Regions from separate parts of the Rattus norvegicus genome. Here region 1 is linked to region 2. A link is a contact called in public Hi-C data. All regions are on one chromosome and are shown on one strand. Each heading gives the region's core, a stretch centred on a gene start, on an enhancer-like site or on the middle of the called end of the contact. The rest is flanking DNA. Distances are from core to core; before and after follow the strand shown.

Region 1 (7,575 bases), core at 3,889-6,388, 210 kb after region 2:
CTCAGTCTACCTGCACAGTGGAGAGAACCATACGGGTTCCTCTCAAGATCTTGGAACAGTGAGGCATAAGGTGTGGGATAGGGGACCAAATGGGCAGAACCCAATAGACCATGGATCGCAAGAAAACCAGAGAGGTCTCAAAGCTGGATACACGAGGTTCAGGTTCTTAGGCTACCAAAAGGTGAGCGTGACCCTTAAACAAGTTGACCTACTGGCAACTGCCCAAAGATGGTCACAGAGAGCCTACTTTCTCCATTCTATTTACCTATGGTTCCTCCCAGAGCTCAGAGTAAGGTTGGGGTCATGTGAGTATGATATAGTTCTGAGTCTGGAGCGTGAGCATCCAGCAAAATGAGCTTCCCCAGATGGAGCCTGGCAGGGTGGTCTGCCCAGCCGAGGCTTACAGTTGCCTGCTTGGAATTCCCAGTTAGCTTCAGAGGAAATCAAGTCCTGACGTGCCCTGCCTCCTGCTCTGTCAAGTCTTAAGATCATTCCTCCTTAATTTTCAGCAACCACAGTGAAGCTGTAAGCTGTAAAACAGGATGAGGAAATGTGGAGCCTTGCCTTCCCAGCCAGCACCAGCACCTCCTGCCTCCTGGTCAGTTGTTAAGAGTGGTCAATAAAACGTGGGGCTTATGGTTGGGAAATGAGTCATTTCAAAGCTCCCTCAGAGGGCAATGCTGTGGGTCTCACCAGCCAGCCCTATGTGTCGCGAATGCTGACAAGGGCTAAGCAGTGGAAACAACACATAAGGAGGAGTGGTGAGACTGCACACCATAACAGAGAGAGAGAGAGAGAGAGAGAGAGAGAGAGAGAGAGAGAGAGAGAGAGAATATATACCAGCCTGCCAAAGAAACCCCTACAGTGGGGGTGGCTTAAGGGCATGGAGCGCCTTTCATCAGTGTAAAGGGGCCAAACACAATTGCTGCTCAAGCTCCCTGGGAAGTTACACTTGAGTAGAAAGGACGAGAGTGATGGAGGACTACGCAACTTCGTGGAATTGCCACAGTGAACACTAGGTCCCAGCCTGGGAGTGTCTGCTCGAGGAACTCACAATTCCCGACATCTATGAAGGAAGAAGAAAACTGCGGAAGGCGGCTATACACCGGAGCAACCAGACCCAGGATCCGGCAGTGGTGCTGGAAAACCCCTGAGGCCGCCTGACCACCCCGTCTGGTGCTGGCTGAGATCAGCGCCCTCTATCCAGGAGGGAGCAGCCGCACGACCCCGCCTCCGCCCCGCCCCCACGTGGGCACCACCCAATCGAAAGTGCCCTGGTGTGTGCGTCAAGAGCATCCATTGTTATGCAAATATAAGAACCAACCGTAAAAACTCCGGGAAGCTGCGGGCGAATTAGAACTGTTTTGCAAAGGGACGCGGGTGGAGTTCCGCTGGAGCGAAGCCTAACCTCGAAGGGACCACGACTGCGAGTGTCGCGGCCTCCCGGCTACTCCAGGTCCTGCGAACCAGCACTCAGCCCTGTCGCCCGCCCGCTTGGGCGCGGCTGGATGCAGCAGGGGTCCCGCGCCTGCGGCCCTCGGCCCCCAGCGCCCGGAGTGCGCAGAGGCGGCGTGCGGGGCCCGAGGGCGCAGCGCCCTCCATGCGCCGAGGCGTACCTCGAGACACGCCCCGAGACAGCCCGGGGCCCGCATTGCAGCCGCCGCCCGCGCTGAGCCGGGGCGCGGCCCGGGGCCCTAGCTCTGCGGCAGCATGAGCCAAGCCGAGCTGTCCACCTGCTCGGCGCCACAGACGCAGCGCATCTTCCAGGAAGCGGTGCGCAAGGGCAACACACAGGAGCTTCAGTCGCTGCTGCAGAACATGACTAACTGCGAATTCAACGTGAACTCGTTCGGGCCGGAGGGCCAGACAGCACTACACCAGTCAGTCATCGACGGCAACCTGGAGCTGGTGAAGCTGCTAGTCAAATTCGGCGCAGACATCCGCCTAGCCAACCGCGACGGCTGGAGCGCACTGCACATCGCCGCTTTCGGGGGCCACCAGGACATCGTGCTCTATCTCATCACCAAGGCCAAGTACGCGGCCAGCGGCCGGTGATAGCCACCCCGACCCCGGACCCTGGCCTCACCTGCGTCGTCTCTGCTGTACCTTCCCGCCAACTACCTCGGTGTGCGCCAGGTTTGCTGGTCCGCGTGGAAATCGGGCTAGGTCTCTATGTCCACGGCCACGACCAAAGTAGCGCGTCCGTGGCCCCCTTAGTTCGAGCCTCCGCAATAGAGCGCCTCCCCTGGGCAGTCTTCTGAGCCCCGCAGGGCCCCAGAGCCTTCCCACGGCCCCCGACCGCCTAGAGGGTGGGGGCGGGGCGCAGGCTCCAGTCCATTTTGAAATTTGAGTCTCACACCGGGAGACTTCGGAATCCCGAGATACCGGATCCTCCGCTTGAAATGTTTTCTCCGGAAGGTGAAAGACGCGGGCGGACTCGCGCTCCCGCCGCCGCCCGTGAGACCCGCCCGCCCGCACTGTGGCTCCCACAACTGGCGGCCGCCAAGCAGCCACTACCGGGCTCCACCATCTGCGCGCCCTCTCACGAGGGAAGGGGACGCTCCGGGTTCCTGATGTCCTCAACTATTTATCACGTGTGTGTATATTTGTGGGTGAAGTTTGTGCGCCTGAGTTTTTTGTTTGGAAATATTGTGCGTGGTTATGGGAGAAAGATGCATTTTTTTTTCCTTAAAACTAAAAACTTGAGTCTACCATTTCTTGGTTGCACTGAAAATACCGCCTAGTCCTATGGTTTTCCCATTGCTAGCCCCTCCCCCACCAAGTCCCTAATCTTCCACACCTCATTCCTCTGTTATTCTCCCTGGATTCTGAGTTCAGGGAGCCCAGAATCTATCTCCCTTTCCCTTCCCGTGAGAGGCCACCATTCTCCACACCAGCTGGTTTAGCAAAGTTCCAAAGGGACCTTGAAGCCCGCGTGGCTGGGACGTGGGGATTCTGAGAGCATGTTACCCTTCCTAGTGACTTCTATTATAGTTAATAGTCGGTTGCACACTTTTTTAAAAAAGTAAATGAATTTGCCACAAGTAAATGTCATAACATTTATGACAGAATATAAAATATTAACATATTTTAAGCCAAGTTTTAGGTGTATTTTTTGAATCTTGGTTATGAACCCAATTTTAAAGGGCGTTGTATCCAGCGTTGTGAAGGCTGTTGTGTACCCATATTTATATTTTTATAAAATTCCTATAAAGACTGTGAATCTCTCATGGTATTGCTGAATGAGTGGAAGGGCTGCCGTGACCTTTCTGCCTTCCCCAGCCCCCTCCCCACCCTCAAGCCTATTATGATCAGAGGATCCTGCCATGAGGGAGGGGCTGTGCCAAGGACCAGGGCTGGAGGAGGTGTGGAGTGTCACTTGCTGTCTCTGGAAGGAGACTTCCTGGTTTCTGTGATTCCAATTTCCTATGCAACCCCACACCCCTTTTTGTTTTGATTCTGGGGAATAAAAGGGAGGCTGAATTATTCAAATTTAAATGAGGTTTCCCCTTCGTAGAAGTGCTGCTGACCCTGCGTACAAAAATGGGGAGCACTTGAGGACACAGGTGGGTGGGGCCCTTTGTGCTGCCTGGTCCTTCTCTTTGGTCTTCTACACTTTTATGAACCAGTGTGGGAGGAACAGTGATAATGTGAAAGTGGCAAACATTGAGACAAGCACAGATTACTTCAGAAGGAGTTCTCTATGGTTTTTCTTCATGCAAATGCCTTTTTAATTATGTTAATTAATGTTAAGACTTCCTAGACCTATGTTGAAGCTTCAGATGGGTCTTGGTCTGGTCTCTTCTATCTGTATGAAGTCTGGCACACTCCTGAGCGTATGATATAGACTTGTAGCCCATCGTGAAAAATTTATAAATAAATTTTTCATTGCTCTTTTTATATTAAAAAAAATACTGGTTCTTAATTTTGGAACAAGTCATGGATCCTCTGTAAGCAGATGAGGATTGGGCCATGGCATGCTGTCTTTAGCTAATAGAGGATGGCTGCTTGGCTTGTGAACCTAGAGAACAAGCTGGGTAAAACATGAGCTCAGCCTAGCTCAACCGTCAAGTCTAACTCAACCACAGGGGCTTCGGAAACCCAGATGCACCTCAGGAGCTCCTGTCTTAGCCACTTCCTAGTACTGACAGAGAGGCTGAGACCTCCCCAGAGAAATATCTGCTTGTAGCTCTTCCTGCTTCCTACCCAGCCTGAGAGTTGAAACCCTGGAGGAAGTTCTGCACAGATGAGGGTCTCTTTAGATTTGGGGGAACATTCCAGTTGCTCCAGGGCAAGTAACAACTCTAGACATTTGGACTTCCAGAGTCCAGGGCCAAATTCACCAAAAAGCAGATCTGAGTTAGGTCCAGGTTTCCCATACCTGTGATTTGAGGAAATGCATTGGAGGAATATGGACAGCCCTGTCCTGGGGTCCGAATTGGAATCAGGGAAGGAGGTGCCTGACTGGACCAGAGCAGCAGCAGCCATGAGAGGAACTCTGAAGGAGCCGTGATATAAGTAGCTATTGTGATACAAACTCCAGGCAGCCACCAGTCCCCCACACACCCCTCAGGTTCCTACTTTGAGGTCTTATCATTTTCTCCCTAGCAACAATAAGGTTATTAAACTTCCAAGAGTGAGCAGACTATGATGTATATACTCTGCAGAGACATGGGATCTTCCTCAGAAGTCCTGCTCCAGGAATTGTTACCACTGGGAGTACCCATGCCTTCCCCTGCGCTATACTATTTTCATGGGAATGAGACAAGTCCGAAGTTATACTGTTGCTGATGTCCCTTTCCCTGGAGTGCAATGGCCAACCGTTCTTCCAGCTCAACAGACTGCCCACAGCTAGAATGATGTGGCCGGTTAAGTCTTTATTCCCCACCCTCTCCCTAGACTGTTCGAGTACTAACTTGGAGTTGTGAGGAGGGAAGGCTAGACAAGAATCACTGCCTTCACAGCACCTTTAGAATTACCCCACCTAGGAGAGGCTCGAGGGCTTCCAGATACGCCTTTGCCAGCTGCAGTCCTGCATCTCCTTCTCTTTGGAGGGATACAGCAGACTGTGTTGTGCCATCAATGAAGTGAAGCTAAGAAGAGATGGGAAACCAGGGTTTGGTGGCATAGACCTTTAGTCCAAGCACAGGGGAGGCAGAGGCAGGCAGAGCTCTTGAGTTTGAGGCCGGTCTGATCTTCACAGTGACACAGTCAGGGCTACACAGACAGAGAAACCCTATCTCAAAAAAAAAAAAAAAAAAAAAAGAAAAAAGAAAAAAAAAGATGGCTGAGGAGGGAACCCATGCTGTCTGAGCTGAGGTGAAAGCACAGCCTCTTCACAATGCAGCACACTAGGAGACTAGGAGGCAGGTAGGTAGACACACTCAACCCTCAAATCACCAGCCCTTCCCCTTGGTGGGCTCAGCTATGGCAGGAGTGCCAGCTAGTCAGGCCCACAGAGTGCGACTGGGCAGCGTGCTCCAGAGTGAGCAGGGGAGGACTTAGCTGAAGTCTTTAGGCTGGCAGAGCAGGGAGGGTTCAGCAGGAACAGTACTCCACTGAATGTCTCCCATGACAGCCAGTTGCTTGTGCAGTGGGAGCAGGCCTAAGTCTCTAGATGTGACCAAGTCAAGGTTGCCGTATCTCCAGCGCCCTAGAATGTAGTGGCCAGTGGTCCTTTCAGCTCAACAAAGTACCCACTGCAGTGGAGTGGGCAGTGGTATTGGCTAGACGAGTCTGGGATAAATTTCCTATCCTCTCCCCAAACTGGTCCAGGTTAGGGCAGGTGAAAAGAAGTTATAGATGACCCAGGTTCCCCCTCTGTCCTGGCCTTCCAGAGCTGCAGATGTGCCTGTTGCTAGGTGAGGGTACAAGCCAAGAGGCACTGAGAGGACCTGGAGAAGGAATGGGCACCAGAATTGGGAAACCCTAAAGGGAGAAAGGACACAGAGAATGTGAGGGCCCCGTTTTCAGAAGAGTGCTTGGCTCCTACCCATCTCTGATCTGACCCATTACAGAGAAAACATTTACTTCCAGAAATGCAGAAATATCGTCTACTTGTAAGAGTGGACTGGGAAGAGCCAACAGGGGAGAGTCAGGACACAAAGCAGGCCAGAAAGGGAAAAGAGAAGTGGCTATGGGGCACTCTTGTCCCTAAAGCTCGCCACAAAAATGGACAGAGGGGGTTGGGGATTTAGCTCAGTGGTAGAGCGCTTGCCTAGCAAGCGCAAGGCCCTGGGTTCGGTCCCCAGCTCCGAAAAAAAAAGAAAAGAAAAAAAAAAAAAAAAAAAAAAGGACAGAGGGGGCGTGTACCACAGATGAAGGAACAGCTACCCTTTGACCTGGGAAAGCCAGCTGTGTCTTGGTGCTCCCATGAGGCCTCAGGGAAGAGGCGACATCCACAGGCCTTGAAGGACGGGAAAGGAGGCCTCTTGCCTGGGACTGCTAAGCAACAAAGCCCAAGCCCTCCGTATAAGGGCTCAGGCCGTAGGAGGGGCCGTCGAAGGTCTGGGAACCTCAGCAACTGCTCCTTCTGAGGCCTTGGCAAGACCCTCCTGGGGCTCTAGGGTCCCTGGAGGCCGCCCTCCCCCACCGCCTCAGCCCCGCCCCCGTGCGGCGCATTCTTCTGGTTGGATGTCCTTCCGACAGTCCCCTGCGTGTCCGTCTGTCGGTCTTTCTTCTCTCGCCCGCACCGAAGCCGCGGCCCCATTCATTCCGGAGGCCTCTGCCCTCTCCTGAGCCGGTCCTCGCTCGGCGAGCAGCTGCTATGCTAATGAGGACGGCGGCCGGTGGGGCGGGCAAGCACTCACAAAGGCAGAGTCTTTACATTCAAAGCCAGCAGGGCGGTTCCTGCGAGCCCGCCAGGCGAGGCGACCGAGAGCGGCGCCCTCCGGCGCACCGGCTGCCCAAGCACCCACTGCCGGGCTCGGTGTGAGAGCAGAGACCAGCTGTCGTCTGCTCTAGGTCACGGCCTGGGACCCGCAGCTCCTTAGGAAGACCTGCCTTTGCCCTCCAGACACTTCTTAGTGCCTCGGGGACTCTTGGTGCACGTGTGCAGGGCCGCGAGCCACACTGCTGTCCACCCCAAGACAAGGAGGTTGTAGGAGACCCAAGCAGAGTCTGAGAACACCCCGGTCCTGACCAAACAGGAGCAGAGATCTCTGGTCACCTCCCGTGAGCGGGCGGGGTTCCCCTTCGGCACGGTGGAACAAGGACCGGGCGGGAGAACAGGGGCGAGACTGGATCTCGGACGCTCCTTGCCCAACTTGGACCTCCCCAGCTTCTGATGACCTCGGCTCATCCTGTGGCGCTTAAAGCGAGTTAGGGAAAAGGGGGTGGAAGCTGGGGAGGGGGCGGCTGCGTCTGGCCTGCGAGGCTATGCTGCCTCCCTGTGGTCACGGCCCGCACTTGGTCCCCGCCAAGAACACTAGGTGTGTGACCGGGTGGGCAGCTGTGTTTGTGCACATGGTTACCCAGGACTCTAACCTCCATCCGTCGAGGCATGAAGCGAAGGTTGGGTGAAGTGCTTAGGTCACTTTGGAGCAAGAACTGACATGCACAGATCAGAAAGGCATG
Region 2 (6,732 bases), core at 1,837-4,336:
TTAAACTCTTACCTTACAAAATAAGCAGAAGTTATTTCCTAAACAGAAGTTTTACCTTTTTTGATACTGGAAGTGGCATTATTCCCAGCTCTGAACTAATTTTAAAAGTGGGTAAGGGAATAAAAGGTGTGTAAACATTACAAGCTGCTCCAGGGAGCACAAACGGGAATTATTTGTAAGGGTCAGTGTGAGGCACTCACCACTTAATCATAGCACTAACAACTTCGTCAGTTCAATAGATGGTTCTGTGGGGTCACATCAGGCTATGGAGCTATTGAGATTCCCATTTTGACTCTTACCTGGCAAGAGAAGGCACTGGGATACATCTGACTCTCAGTATGATACACACGTGTTTAGAAAAGAAAATGTTATTTTAAATGAAGTTCCATCAAATACAGGGACTTACATATGTAGACAAGTTATGGTATCTAGCACTGAACTGTATTCCCAACTATCTTTTCCTTCCCTGTGCCTACATATTCCAGGCTGATCATAAGCTTACTATGTAGTCTAAGCTGGTTGGCTTTAAACTTAAGATTCACCTACCTAAGCTTATTCCCAAATGCTAAGCTCACAGGTCCTGTTCCTTTCTGCCTTTTAAGACAGGCTGTGGTGATGCCTGTCTTAAAGCACATGACAGATCTCTGACAGGCTGAGGGCAGCCTGGTGGTCTACATAGTAAGTTCCAGGACATCAAGCCTGGGGCAGCAAGCCCCAGAGATCCTGTTCTCTTTCCTATTGCTGAGGTCTCAAGCATAGGCCACCACACTTGCTTTTTACACGGGCTTAACTTGGGTCTTCCTGACTGCATGGTAAGCACTATATTGGCTCAACTCTCTCCCCACTCATGTTATTTTTTTTGATGGAATAACTATTTTGGTTATCATTAAAGGGATCCTGCTGGCCCAATTATTTCAAATAAAAGGTGTTAAATATAAGGGTTAGCTAAGTCTTCAATGGGACAAAAACCATCTAAGGGGCTATGATGAGTAAGGTAATGGTCATGAAAAAGCAGTGTGGCATTAACTGCTTTTGTGACTTACATCTTAGGGTTTTCCTAAGAAAAACCAACAGGAACTACCCTCATCTTGGAGCCAGAGAAGTGTGCTCCCAGACTGATTTGTTATGAACTCTGTAGCACACGTCAATGACTTGATCCAGAACATATATTGTACAAGATACTAAAGGCATTTAATAGAAGTGCACAAGGAAGCTGCCCCTACTCTTTGAGACACTCAGAATCCAAGGCATGGTCAGTATTGTTTCCACTTTGTAGACAAACCTTAGCCACTGTCACGGTCTTCTAGCGTGGGAAATTCTTGGGATACAATTGGAACAGTTTGCCTTCCTGTGTGGGCTCAAAGCCATATTTCTCCAGGTTGTTAGCATCAAAAGTCCCTTCTTTAAAGTCTTTTTCGATAGCGGGTGCAACTGTTTCCAGGAAGAGCGCTTTGGCGGTCAGAGGTGTGTCTATGCCTGCAGGAGCTCGGTAATTAACGTAGGGCTTGAGCTTGAAGCCGGTCAAGTCCGGGACCACAAATTCTGGAACCATTTCTTTTATTTGCACAAACTTCCTGTTTGTATAGAAGCCTGTTTTCTTGGCACCCCGACTCTTAGTGAAGGTGCGTGGTCCCCGCTTGCTTGTCCACTTGCTCATCCTGTCCGCTCCCCGCACCAGGCCTTGAGTCACGGCAGTCAGGAAACCCATGCTGGGTTCCGGATAAATCAGCTCTGAAAGAACAAGGCAGCTAAGGGAGTCAATCAGAGCCAGAGGAACTTACCCAGAACCCGAGAGCCCAGGAGCAAGGATGGCCGTGGGTCCTGTGGGAGCCAATGATCCGAGAAGCCACAGGCAGAGAGGACCCAAGATCCCTCTTAAAGGAGACTACCCCTGACCGCGAAAGATCCCGGACCCCGTGCAGGCGGCGCCAACTGGAAACCGACCTGGGCTGGTGGCTCTAGAGTTCGGCCCTCAAGACTCTTCTCCCTTTCCGACTTGAGGTCAGACACGGTTTCCGCAGCCTTAGCCGTTTAAAACACCGCCTGTCCGCTCCTTCACAGACACAGCAAGGTCCCCACAGCGATTCCGACCATAGGCGGGGTCAGACACTCCTTAGTAAGAGCCTCGCTGACTGGTCACCAAGGCGCCCAATGCCCAGCCTCAGCCGAGCGGAGGGTGTGTGGCCCAGGGAGCTAAGCCAATCCGCGCAGTTGCGCAGAGCGGGATGTAGATGCACCGCCCACCTCCCTGCTCTCTCTCGCCTTGAGCCGGGAGGTGGCAGTCGAGCTCTAGCCTGTCGAGCCGTCGCTCTTAGCTGTCGTCAGCCCCAGGATAGAAGGCTCACAACCGCTGCGCCAAGGCCGGCCGCGGGACCGGTGCGGGTGTCATCCGTGCTGCCCTAGGTGTTGGGAGTAGGGGTTTGCGGACCCTCCAAGTCACTTCCGACCCGCTGTTTCCCGGACTGTCACTATCCAGGACCCGCCAGTGACCGGCGGTCTACCCCACGGTCTGGCGCATGGCCAAATCTACGTGGATCCTAGTGGTCCTCTAGTTAATCATCTTTGGTCACACCATATGCACCGTGTCTGTGATGTCGTCCACACGCTGCCCGCTGTGGCTGGGTCCCTCTTCACCCTTCACCCCTCTCCTTTGATACCCCGTCCTCTGGTCTTTCGGGGGTTACTCCTCGGCTATAACTATTTCCCCTTCCCTCCTCTGATCAAGACTCCTTCTGGGCTAGAATCTTTCCGGAGCTGTGAGACCTCTACACGGCTTTCCTTATCTTTCCCCTTGCGTACATCATCACCCTGCCCGGGTGAAGTCCACCCTCTAGCTCGTCATACTTCCCTACTGCCTGCCTCCTTCGTCCCCGTTGTTTTGCTTCCCTCCTGAGCCACTTTCTCAGCTGCCCCAACTCCCTGAACTGTCAACCAATTTACACTTCTCGTCTCCTCCCCTAACTCCACCCCCCAAGCCCAGTTCGCAGTCCCCACGTGGCCGCTTGAACCCTGACTCTGCTGCTCAACTCCCCACCCCCAACCCCCACCCCAACCCCGGGCCACAGTTGTGGGTTCCACTTAGACCACGTGAGGCTGTTTACCGGAGGCGGAAGCACACAGAGAAAGCAGACGCTTCTGGAAAACAACTTGTTTTGGAGCACAGAGTTCTGAAGTTCCTTCCAATAAGAGCGTTTGTGTGGAAGGGAGCTGGCAAGACTGGAACTATAGTTGTCCTGCCGTAAAGGTTCTGGAAGAGCAGCTTGTCTCAGCCTGTCTCCTTTTCGCCCTCTACATTGTTTTGCTTTCAGTCATGCAGAAAGAGGAAGATGTCTGCCCCGAGGTAGGTAGACCAGGCATGGGTAAGACCCAAACCCACAGGGGGAACTTTTCCAGAGATCAGAAGGACCCTTTGCCTCAGGTGTCTATCGAAGCTTCTTGAAGACCTAGGGAATGTGGGAGTGGTAACTCAATCTAGTTCCCCGTCCCAGCTGGACACTGGTTGCTAGACAGTGGTTCTACATAGTGTGGACAAAGGAACTTGGTTGGCTAGTAGATCATTATGAAGCCTTCTTTTCCCCTCTTAAGGTCACAGTTGTTACTGTTTTCTCTTAGGACTTTGGTATTTGAAGAGTCTTTTTCTCAGTCCAACGCTAGCCACACCCCCAAAGCCATTATTATTATTATTATTATTATTATTATTATTATTATTATTATTATTATTATTATTTTATTGACACAGGGTCTGTACCTATCTGCGGAACTCACTCTGTAGACCAAAATGGCCTTGGATTTGTAGACTGCCTGCCTTTGCCTCCCAAGTGCTGGGATTTTTTTAATGAGCAAGAAAAAATAGATCCTTAAGAATAATCCTAAAAAGCTACAGACTGAGCTGCTCTACTGTGGTAGACTGTATTTGGTATCTCTCCTCAGATAAGGTAAACTCAGAGGAGCATGGAAGGTGTGGTTGGTGTGCTCTCGTGCACTCCAATTGATAAAGTTGTGAGAGCTGAGCTGGGGCACCGGAGAAGGGAGGTGGGTGCCTCAGTTTTAAAACCAAAACCATACTGGCTATCCACTGTACCACAGGGTTCTGGTCGACAGTAGACCACATGCAATAGTGACTCCACAGATTGTATCAATTGATGGGGTAATAGTATCTTGTGACATTTGCACCTTGTGACATTTACGTCACGAGGAAGTTACCTAAGAACATACTGGGCTGGGGCAGTGGTGTCCAATGCCTTTAATTCCAGCACTGCCAAAACAAACAAGCAAGCAAGAACATACTGGTTTTTTTGAGACAGGGTTTCACTGTGTAGCCCTGGCTGTCCTGGAACTCACTTGTAGACCAGGCTGGCCTGGAACTCAGCCTCCTGCCTCTGCCTTCCCAGGGCTGGGATTAAAGGCATGAAACACCAACTTCTGCAGAGCGTACTTAGTGGAACCTATTCCTCCTCATCCTTAAACAAGACTCAATTGTTTGCCTTTTCAACCAGGATCACAAAGCTGAGTTCTCTAGGCCGCCCACTTACTCTGTTAGGATGCAGGACTGTACCTTTGGGGTTCTTTGTTGTGTGGCCTTCAGCTCTCTTTGGGTTTCTGGCAGGGATGGCTGACTGAGGCACGCTGTTCATTTTTAAGGCTGGGCTTTGGTCCTCAGCAGTCAGTTAGAAACTGTGGGCCCTGCACTGTTCGTTCCTAACTGCTTGGGAGAAAGGGGTGGCTGGATATTGGAGGACTGAGGAACAGCTGCAGGTCTGTTTTTTTTTTTTTGTTTTTTTGTTTTGTTTTGTTTTTTGTTTTGTCCTTAGCTTTTGGGGACAGCTTCCCTTGTGGGTCACCCCTCACCCACATCCTGAGTTCTTGCTCCCCTGCCACCTTCCCTATCCTGGAACTGGTCCTTGAATATCTAAAGTACTCTCAGTGCCTTCTTGGAGACCACAGGTGGCGGGGGACAGGACTCTCTGTCATTTCTCTTTTGGGATGTGAACCGATATTGGATGTCTCAAACTCCAGATGGATCTACCCTTGGGGCTTCTTTTTGTCCAGTGTCCTTTTTTGTTTTGAAGACCACATGTCACTGGTTGTCTAGGCTGGGCTGGAACTCCTGGGTGCATATGATCCTCCTGCCTCATCCTTTCAAATACTTGGGACTAACATGAATGTGCATGCCACACTCTTTCTTTTCTTTTTTCTTTTCTTTTTTTTTTTTTTTTTTTTTTTCTGGAGCTGGGGACCGAACCCAGGGCCTTGTGCTTGCTAGGCAAGCGCTCTGCCACTGAGCTAAATCCCCAACCCCACATGCCACACTCTTGACACACTCTCAGGAGTTTCTGAGCATTCGTTCCGAATGGGCTCTCATGGATCCTGGGGTTTGTGACCCTAGTCCTGTTGGTATCCAGAGGAACCAAGAGATGGCTTTGACCTCCCCTGGGCTTCTTAGGACTGGAGAGCCAGAAGTTGGGCTTATTAACGCACGTGGTATTTGCCAGTAGCACAAATAGCTCATGAGACAGGCTGCTGCTTTTCTGTCCTTACAGTTGAGCTCAGAGGATCTCAGCACCCCAGCAAGACCATTGATCCTTTCTCTAAAATTAAAAATGTAGTTACTTGGCTGGAGAGATGTCCGAGAGGTTAAAAACATTGGCTGTTCTTCCAGGGATGTGGAATTCAATCACATGGTGGCTCATAACCAGTGAAATCTGGTGCCCTCTCCTGGCATCGAGGCAGAACACTACATAATAAGTAAATATTTAAAAAAAAGACAAGTATAAATAAAGTTATTACATTTCTTTGCGTGTGTGTGTAACTATATAAATGTAATTCTACATAGTGTGGAGGAGAGAACAGCTTATGCAGTCTGTTCTATCTTGGCACCATACGGGTTTCCAGGATTAAGTTCAGGTTCTCAGACTCAGCTGTAAATGCCTTGTCTGCCGAATTGTCTGTTAAGCCCTGTTTCTCAACAATCTTCAGGGCTATTAATTTTCTCCCTAGCTTCTGACTTACTTTTGTTCTCTAATGAAGCTAAGACTGAGAAATGGGGCCCCTTGTCTGCCCACCCCTGACTGTGTTCTCTCTTCAGGCTGGCTACTGTTTGGGGACCGCCCTGAGCTCCTGGGGGCTGCATTTCATGGAGGAGCATTCCCAGTCTACCATGGTAATCTCTGTGGGCTGCCCAGGGGGTGGGCCCTGATAAGCTTCCGGCTGTGTTCAGCCTCGATGACACTTGTGTTATCTCCCATCCTGTGTAGCTGATGGGCATTGGAATAGGCGTCCTCCTTACGCTGGCCTTCGTTGGTCTCGCCGCCTTTTTCGTGTACAGAAAAGTGAGCAGATTCCGTGAGTACCTTGGTTTGGACTCTGGCTGAGCAGTGGGGATTCTGCTGCATTTGTGTCCTATGAGGTATTTAGAGCTTCTTGAAGCTTCCCTCGAAGTCTTGTTGGAAAATGCTCACCTACTGGGGCCAGGTTGGTGATCCTAGTCTGTCATAGATCTTTTCTGTTCTCTCTAAAGCCAGGATCCAGTGAGAACAGAAGAAATTCCTGACTCTTTGAAGATGAGTCTCCTATGTTACTGCTTTCCCGACTAAGCAGTAGCCAGGGATAGGATAGAGCATGCTGTGTCGACTGTCTGAGCAGTAGCCAGGGATAGGGTAGAGCGTGACTTGCTGTCAGCACCATCACATTCAGGGCCTGTTTTGTACTTGCACTCTATTGTAGTTGCAGCCA

The links. Hi-C and Micro-C count contacts between places; a contact is called where the count stands out from the background.
Region 1: a contact with region 2 is called in a Hi-C map of the A7r5 cell line, with 4 times the contacts expected there. The contact joins the promoter of LOC108350588 here to the promoter of Pnpla7 in region 2. A contact is called at or near these places in 3 of 12 Hi-C or Micro-C datasets (the A7r5 cell line, Schwann cells and frontal cortex) and 1 of 1 datasets of contacts at active chromatin or transcription factors (oligodendrocytes).

The regions. Positions count from the first base shown.
Region 1 is chr3:28,389,388-28,396,962 of GRCr8, forward strand. LOC108350588 (60S ribosomal protein L23-like) reads left to right here and starts at 5,139. Exons shown (of 1, transcript XM_063284810.1): 1 at 5,139-7,575. It overlaps Nrarp (Notch-regulated ankyrin repeat protein), which reads left to right and starts at 1,358. Exons shown (of 1, transcript NM_001143750.1): 1 at 1,358-3,912. The coding sequence starts at 1,711. The coding sequence ends at 2,055.
Region 2 is chr3:28,177,665-28,184,396 of GRCr8, forward strand. Pnpla7 (patatin-like phospholipase domain containing 7) reads left to right here and starts at 3,087. Exons shown (of 35, transcript NM_144738.2): 1 at 3,087-3,340; 2 at 6,086-6,160; 3 at 6,255-6,342. The coding sequence starts at 3,311. It overlaps Mrpl41 (mitochondrial ribosomal protein L41), which reads right to left and starts at 2,091. Exons shown (of 2, transcript NM_001013426.1): 1 at 1,945-2,091; 2 at 1,173-1,731. The coding sequence starts at 1,708. The coding sequence ends at 1,304.